Regions from separate parts of the Drosophila melanogaster genome. Here region 1 is linked to region 2. Evidence: chromatin contacts called from public HiChIP or PLAC-seq data. All regions are on one chromosome and are shown on one strand. Each heading gives the region's core, a stretch centred on a gene start, on an enhancer-like site or on the middle of the called end of the contact. The rest is flanking DNA. Distances are from core to core; before and after follow the strand shown.

What was found. HiChIP or PLAC-seq counts read pairs in DNA pulled down with a chosen protein or histone mark.
Region 1: a contact with region 2 is called in a POLR2A S2P HiChIP or PLAC-seq map of the Kc167 cell line, with 3 times the contacts expected there. The contact joins the promoter of ssp3 here to the promoter of CG10600 in region 2. A contact is called at or near these places in 21 of 107 Hi-C or Micro-C datasets (the Clone 8 cell line, the D17-c3 cell line, the Kc167 cell line and 7 more) and 4 of 6 datasets of contacts at active chromatin or transcription factors (the Kc167 cell line and the S2 cell line).

Annotation. Positions count from the first base shown.
Region 1 is chr2L:18,941,658-18,945,448 of dm6, forward strand. ssp3 (short spindle 3) reads right to left here and starts at 2,303. Exons shown (of 11, transcript NM_001299140.1): 1 at 1,626-2,303; 2 at 1-1,301. The coding sequence starts at 1,809.
Region 2 is chr2L:18,837,540-18,841,154 of dm6, forward strand. It overlaps CG10600, which reads right to left and starts at 2,140. Exons shown (of 8, transcript NM_136069.4): 1 at 1,344-2,140; 2 at 970-1,256; 3 at 1-619. The coding sequence starts at 1,854. CG31752 reads right to left here. Exons shown (of 3, transcript NM_165266.3): 2 at 3,375-3,615; 3 at 2,089-3,313. The coding sequence ends at 2,390.

The sequences.
Region 1 (3,791 bases), core at 1,053-3,552, 100 kb after region 2:
TGTAGCTGTTTTGGTGCTACGTAAACCATTGACTGTAGTCGTTAAATTCGGTTTTACCAGACCCGGTTTGGTTGATATGGTCTTCTGAGCTGCTACTCCTCCAGGTGGTGGAATCATCTTCTTCGAAGGACGATTTAGCACACTGGAATACTTAAGGGGACTGTTTTGAACATTGTTTCCTGATAAAGGATTTAAGGGTTGTGGTTTCTTCAAAATTTCCGCAAGTGGTTTAATGACAGTGCTTGGCGGCGTGGGCTCCTTATTTGCCTGCTGATTAAGTAAGGCGTTTTCCATAGACTCCAGAGAAGCCACAGTCATCTCTAGAGCAGTTGCTTCTGAAGCTGCTTCCATTAATTCAGGTTCTTTGCTTAAATCCGCTACGTTATGAATTGGTAGTTCGAGCGAAGATGGCTCTTGTTTGTTTAAGCTTTCCGTTGCGTCTTCATTGTCTATTGGAATGGTCACTTCTTCTAAAGCCTCATTTTCAATTCTATTTTGAGCTTCTCTTTCCTCCGCCTCCATGCGCATTTTCTCCCTGACATCCGCCAGAGTTAGATGTGGATCCTCCAAATCCGTTTGGGCATACTGCGTGCTGCGCAACACGAAATTAGATTTGTCGCCACTTAAATCTAGAGGACCCTCCATGTTATCAGATTGAGATGATCCTTGAGTAGCTCTCTTGCTGGCTGCAAAAAGTTCTCTGACATTCAGTCGCATTGCTCCCTTTGGCACTTGGTCATAGGCACGCAGTAATTTCCTGGGCGAAATCTGTCCATTATCACAGAACGGTGAGGTTTCTCCGGATTGAGTACCCGGAAACAAGGCTGGACTGGATTTGCCCGAGTTGTTGGGGCTGCAGAGACTTCTAGTCCGAACTCTGGGAGTGGGATTGCTCTTGCGCACTTCCCAAGCCAGGCTTTGGGGACGCTGTTGTAGTGGTCGAGATTCATAGTCCCACGACACTTTGAACCATTCGCAAAGCGCCTTAAAATCTCGCACATAGTTTTCAAGCACCAAAATAGTCTCTTGGCAACTGGAAATGTTTTCATAGCACTCCACTGTCTGATAAATCTCATTAATAGCTCTCTGCAAATTTCCGAATAGCAAGGCCCAGTATCTGGCCTGCAGCTCCGACTTCTTGTCCCTTCCTGTGGAGGCGCTGCGCACGCGTGGCCCACCACTACTGCCTCCGCCGCATCCTACACTGGCAGAGGATTTCAGACGTGGGGAAGTGGGCGATTGACAGTTTTTGGGCGTGCCGTTGGGCGACTTCGGTGGCACCATGGGTGGCTTTCGATAGCCTACAAAAGATTTAAGTTATTAATGGGAATTTCAAATAAAATATCATATTTGCTAAAAGTCGAACACTCGGTAATTGTAACGTTTTCATAAGGTTATGACATGAGGAATACCTAAATTAACCATTTTAAAACAAATTAAGCCTACTAATTTATACAACATACGTTATATATATTATAAGCAATTTTTTAGACAATAGTTGCCACTATCATGTAATGACTAAGCATTTTACATGAGTCTCTTCCTAAAAGTAATTTTATAACTAAGAGAAAAACTCCTCAAGTACCGGATATTCAATAGCAACAGTTGATGGTTCTTACAGTCACCGTTTAAAAGAACGCCTCCGCTTCCAACAGCTGGTCCATCGCCACCTGATCCTCCTCCAACGTCGCCGCCCGTGGATCCGAAACCACTGGTAGCACCACTTGAGGTTGTCTCATCGCAAAACTGGTAGACGAGCAGATTTTTCGCCTCTCTGCCCTCGCGACTCAAGACCTCACGCATTTCCATTGTTGGAAAGAAAACAGAAAAAGACCGAAAAGCTTGTTGTTTTTGCTGTTGCTGCGCAGCTTATGCCGGCGTCTCTGCCGCGTCGCTGCCCACGCAGCTGTTGCAGCTGTTCACGCAACTTTTGGTTTTGTCCTTTGTAGCAATCGGAATCCTGATGAACTGTTTAACGTTATAGACACTCCGCGAAAAACACTCGCTTTCACTTTGATTTTAATTGATTATTTCGTTTTTTTTGTTGCTCCTATTTCAGACGTCGCTTCTTTGTTGTTTTTATCGCAGAATTTTGCAACGCCAGTGGACTTGGTAGCATTTTCCAAAGGCGTAACGAGTCTAAAGAAACCGCGATGTGTTCAATCAATGCCTGAAAGATTCCCCTTCACTATTCCAGTTGTCTGCTGCTTGTCTTGTGTCGGTTAGAGAGAAATTAGAATTTTTGATTTCTGCCAAACTCAGCCGAGCAGAGCCAGCTGATTTAAGCGTTGGGCTGCAATTGTGCAATATCTGTCATTGGGTAATCGATAGAAGCTAAACTATCGATACGAGCGCGCACTTAATCGACATTATAAGTAAATTCAATTGTAAGAGCAACTTTTTGAGTATTCAACAAAAAAAACAGAAAAAATACCAAACACAATTATTTCACATTAACGCTTACAAAAACTTTCTATAAAAATGCACAATAATTCTTTTGTTTACAGGAGAAAAGTAAAACAGCGAAAGAGAAAAAAAGAACTCAAATTTGAAATTTTTGGATTACAAAATTGCCTTCAAAATTGGCCCTTAACCGCAAAGCTCCATCCGAAAGCTCACCGCGGGCGAGCGAGACAACCCGAGCTCCGGCAGAGCGGGACAGTTAGAGGGCGAGAATAATCGCGGCGAGTCGATGAACCGGTCTATCGGCGCTGTGCGCCTGTTACAATTCCGGTCTAAATCTAAATGATGCTGCTCACTGCTCTAGTTGTTCGAATCAGAAGCGCCGGCGGAGCGAAAAAGACGAAAGCAAAGAACCCGAGCCCGGAGTCGGTACTAGCTCCGCCCCAAACTCAACTTTTGAGCAGCAAGTACATATAATGTTTTTGTTTTCCAAGTATGTCCTACCTACCGACAGATATTAAAAACAAGTTATTTCCCAGACGGAAAGTATCATCTTCATGCGAGTATCGCACTCGTCAATTGAAGCGAGTGCAACGTAACCAACACTAATTTTTGAATTAAGGCATCGAACGGGAGAACGAAGTCGAAAAAGACACCGTCGTCACTTGAGCCACACAATTTCGATTCATGGACTCTAACGAACAGGCGGCCAGGCTCCGCAGCCAGCAACCCATGAGATTTATCGCGTTGCCAGTCACTCGACCTCCGATTTCGTTCCGTTTCAACTGAGTGTGAATTTCTCAGGCCCACGTACGTCAGTCTGTTTGTCTGCGCTGCGTGCTTGTTTGTTTGTTCGTTTGTTGCCTCGCCATGGAGTCGCTTTGAGAGGGTGTACTATGTATGTGTGAACGTGTGCGGGTGGAGCGGGGCCACGATGGAGTGGTGGTTTTGGGGAAATCATTCCGCGAATTGAGTGGTGGATAGAGTTAGACTCGGCGTTTCCGGAGCAGAATACATATTTGAGTTCACTCTGCGGTTTTCCCTTCTACTTCTTATGTCCGGTGTCTAATTTTGGTTTGGAAAATCCAACCTATAGAATTTAAACCATTTCAGATTTCCATCACAATTTAGCCACAACTATTTAGCCTTGATTTTATTAGACATTAGACAGTTAAATTAGATGTAATACAGTGGGACAAAAGAGAAAAAAAGTACTACTTAAATTGAAGAATTGAAGTAATGGCTTTAATCTGATTCGCTAAAATTTTGATTGCATTGGCTCTACAAATGTGGACTTTAATCGATTTACTTTATGTCAACAATTTTAAAACCGCAAAGGCGCAGAGTGGTACAATAAATAATAGGAAATATTTAAGTTACTCTCACCA
Region 2 (3,615 bases), core at 890-3,389:
ACTGGACGCCCACGCTGGTTCGCCGAATTTTGGAGCGCTTGTAGCACTTGGAGCACTCCCGAGATGTAGATGAGGAGTGGCGAGACGATGACGAAGAGGAACTCTTGTGATGGTTGCTGGAGGATGAAGAGGACGAAGACGATAAGTAGGATTTGCGGCTGCTGCTACTTTGGCTGGAGGAATGATTGCTGGCCGTGGAGTTCGATCCCGAACTGGATTTCGGTGCCGGCGAAGGCATTAACTTGGAATTGGAGACCTTGTCTCCGAAATTTAGCTGTCTGGAAACCTCATCTCGGGTTTTCGCTATCGCCTCGCCATTTACTAGAGGTTTGTTTGGCTTCTCCGTCGATTCCGTTTTGATTTCCGCTTCAGTTTTAATGAGGTTACTAAGTACTGGTGTAGGTTCTGTATCCACTTCTTGTTTGGTTTCTACTGGTTCTTTTTTGATGACCTCCTCCACCTTAATCTGCTTTTCGAGAGCAGCAACAACCGCCTGAGGCAAAACAGGATCTGCCCCTGGATCCTTCGACTTGAAGGAGCTGTTCTGACTGCTCCGGCTGCTGTCGGAACTTCTCCTTCGATTCGAGTGCGAGGATGAGCTGGACGACGAGGAAGGAATCTGGAAAATATAAATTTGTAGTGCTTCATTATTTCTACTTTGATGGACAGCTGTGCAATCTTGTAGAGGTTTACTTAGCACTATGTAAACTGGAAAGTATACTATAAACATGTAGCGCATCAAAAATAAAAGGTTCTGAGAATTATGACTCGCTGTATTTAAGATCACGTGTCTTGCTTATTCGTAGTAAATGGGTGGTAAGACCCTGACAATACTTTTGTTTGTTAGTTTTACTAGAAATTGACATTTACTTATTAAAGAAATGTATGTTCTGGAAATCAGATCAGAGTTTACAATAAATCAACGTTTCTGTATGCGTTCTGCACTTTCGAAACGGTTCCTGGGCTCACCTTCTCCCGATCGCGCTCCTTCTCCCGTTCGCGGTCCCTATCACTGCGATGATACTTCTCCTTGCTGCGCGATGAGCTGGACTTGTGTTCGGCCTCCTTGGAGGATTTGGAGCTGCTCTCGCGATTCCTGTCGCGCTCCCGCTCCCTATCGCGCTCCTTGTCCCGCTCTTTGTCCCGATCCCTATCCTTGTCCCGATCCTTGCTGCTGCTGTTGTGGTTGTTGCTGCGCCGATTCTTGTCTTCATCCCGCTCCCTGTCTCTCTTCTTCCTTTTGTGGTTGCGCTCTTCTGTGGGCGGCGTTGGCGAGTGGGTGGGTGTGCAAATCACATTAGTTGACATTGGATTCGTGTTCTGCGAATTTCGCTTTACTTTACCTGTCTTCTCGTCCGTACTTGTGCTTGTTTTTGTTGTGTCTGCCAACGCGGTTGTTGTTGCAGTTGTTGTTGCGGCTGTGGGTGCCCCTGCAGTTGTTGCCACCGACGATGCTACTGCCTGTTCCTCTTCAGCTGCAGCTAGCATTATACGTGCATTTGTTGTTGGGTTATTTGCGTTGCCATCGCCTGACTGCAGTTGTTGTTGCTGTTGTGTGGGTAAAGTGTTGCCGTTTGTAGTTGTTGCTGCTGCTGTTGGTTCCACTGGCGTAATTGTTGTTGTTGCTTCTCGCTGTGCGCTTGTAGTTGTTGGACTGGCATTTCCGCGGGCATTTGCGTTGTTGTTTTCCACTGCCGACGCTTTGTTTACGCCCTTTTCAGGCGTCTCCCGCTGCTTGGAAGCCCCGACCGCTCCTTCCAGTGGCTTCTTCTCCGGTTTTCGTACATTTCCCGTGGATTCCTTGCCGCCGTTGGCCAATTCTACATTATTTTCGCCACCTCGAGTGTTCTCCATGTGTTTGTGTGTGCAGTGGCACACACACGCGCGTATGGGTGTGTGTGCGTGTTGCCCTACGCCTGTATTGAATATCGATCAGTCGGCCGTCTACGTGACGCCTCTCAGCTAGCCGTGTCTTTTATCTTACGCTCCGTTTGCAATTCACCCGCGCCCTCTTCCACTCGATTTTCATTCGACTGGCAGAATTTCCGCAGCGGCGTTTTCAGCGATTCGCGAATAGTTTTTTTTTTTGTTCTAGAAGCCGTCTCGCACTGTCGTTTTTCAACTCTAGTCTTCAGATGTGGAGCGTTTGTGCACACTAGTCAATAAACAGTGTTCTGTTAGGCGCCATCTAGCGGCAACCCGCGCAGATAGACTTGTGAATGAAAGAATAGATGGATATATCGTAACATCGATTGTAACGTGTAAGTGCGCCATCTATAGGCGAGTCATATTTGGCGCGTTATTTAAAAGTGCACATTTTGTAATTTGTTACTGCCTTTTTAAAGATCAAAATATATAAACATTGAATAAATACAATTTAAATGTGCTTTCAACACTCCCTTGTTATTTTTTGCTCTTTTTCAGCGAGTGGACGCTTAAAAGCTTTTTTAATTAATTCCGGGACCGTAACTAGATACTCCATGAGGGACATTTCGTCTTTCAGAGTGTTCAGATACATGCGCTGAATGTTCCTGATAACCGGATCAATTACTTTGTTAATATCTGCATCAGTAGGACTGTCTCTTAGATCCATTTTGGTAATAGCTGCATCACCAGGACTGTCACTTACATCCACATTGGTAATAGCGGCATCACTAGGACTGCCACTTAGATCCACGAGTTCTAAATCGTCAACCCCTAGGGTATCTAATTGGGCGCATTCGGCAGTGGGATCCACTTTCTCGGCTTGCGTATGAGACGTAATTTGTTTGCTCTTTTTGGGCTTGGTACTGCGTTCTTCTTCGGATGGTACTTCCTCCCTCTTATCCTTCACTTCAAGTGTAAACGCATTCAAGGCCTCTTGGACCTCTATTTGGGACCGAACAGCCGCTCTGAGATCGTCTCCGCTTTTCGCACTGATCACGGTTATTCTGGATGGTTTCGATTGGGATTCGTTGGAGGAGGAACACTTACTGCATGAAGGAAACTTATTCTGGAATCTTTCGGCAGCAGCCTGGCAATGAGCCTTAGCTGCATTAAGTAAATCAGAGTCTTTCTTTTGCTTCTGGTGGTGGTTTAAACGATGTGGGGTTATGTTATTATAACCACCCTCGACCTCACACTGCTCACTTTTACTAGATGGGTCCGCTTCATAGTTTTGATTCTTATAGAGAAGGTAGTCCCCACAGCTGTGTTCTATGACTGGTTTCTGCCTTTTTCTATCATTAAGGAGATATGCTGGAACAATTGCTTGCTTGGGTGTGTAATTTGAACTGGGTTGCATCATCACCTTTAATTTCGACTGGTGTTTCCACTTCCGTTTGTTAAGGTATTTGAAATTAAAAAAAAAAATTAATTTCATTATTGCTGCTTACCTTCTCATTTTGTGCCGGGTGATAATTAACATTGAAACATTTTTTGGAAAACAAATACTGAGCATGGTCTTCATGGTTAGAAGGAGACTCACGATCCTCCCACGAATGATCGCAATAATAGTCCTGCCGTATCTGATTTTGATTTGTCGTATAATTATGTTTGTAGGACTTTTGCACATTCTCTGAAGACTTCATTCGTTCCTTGCGGTAATGGTCCCTTAATTTATGCTCCTTGTGCTCA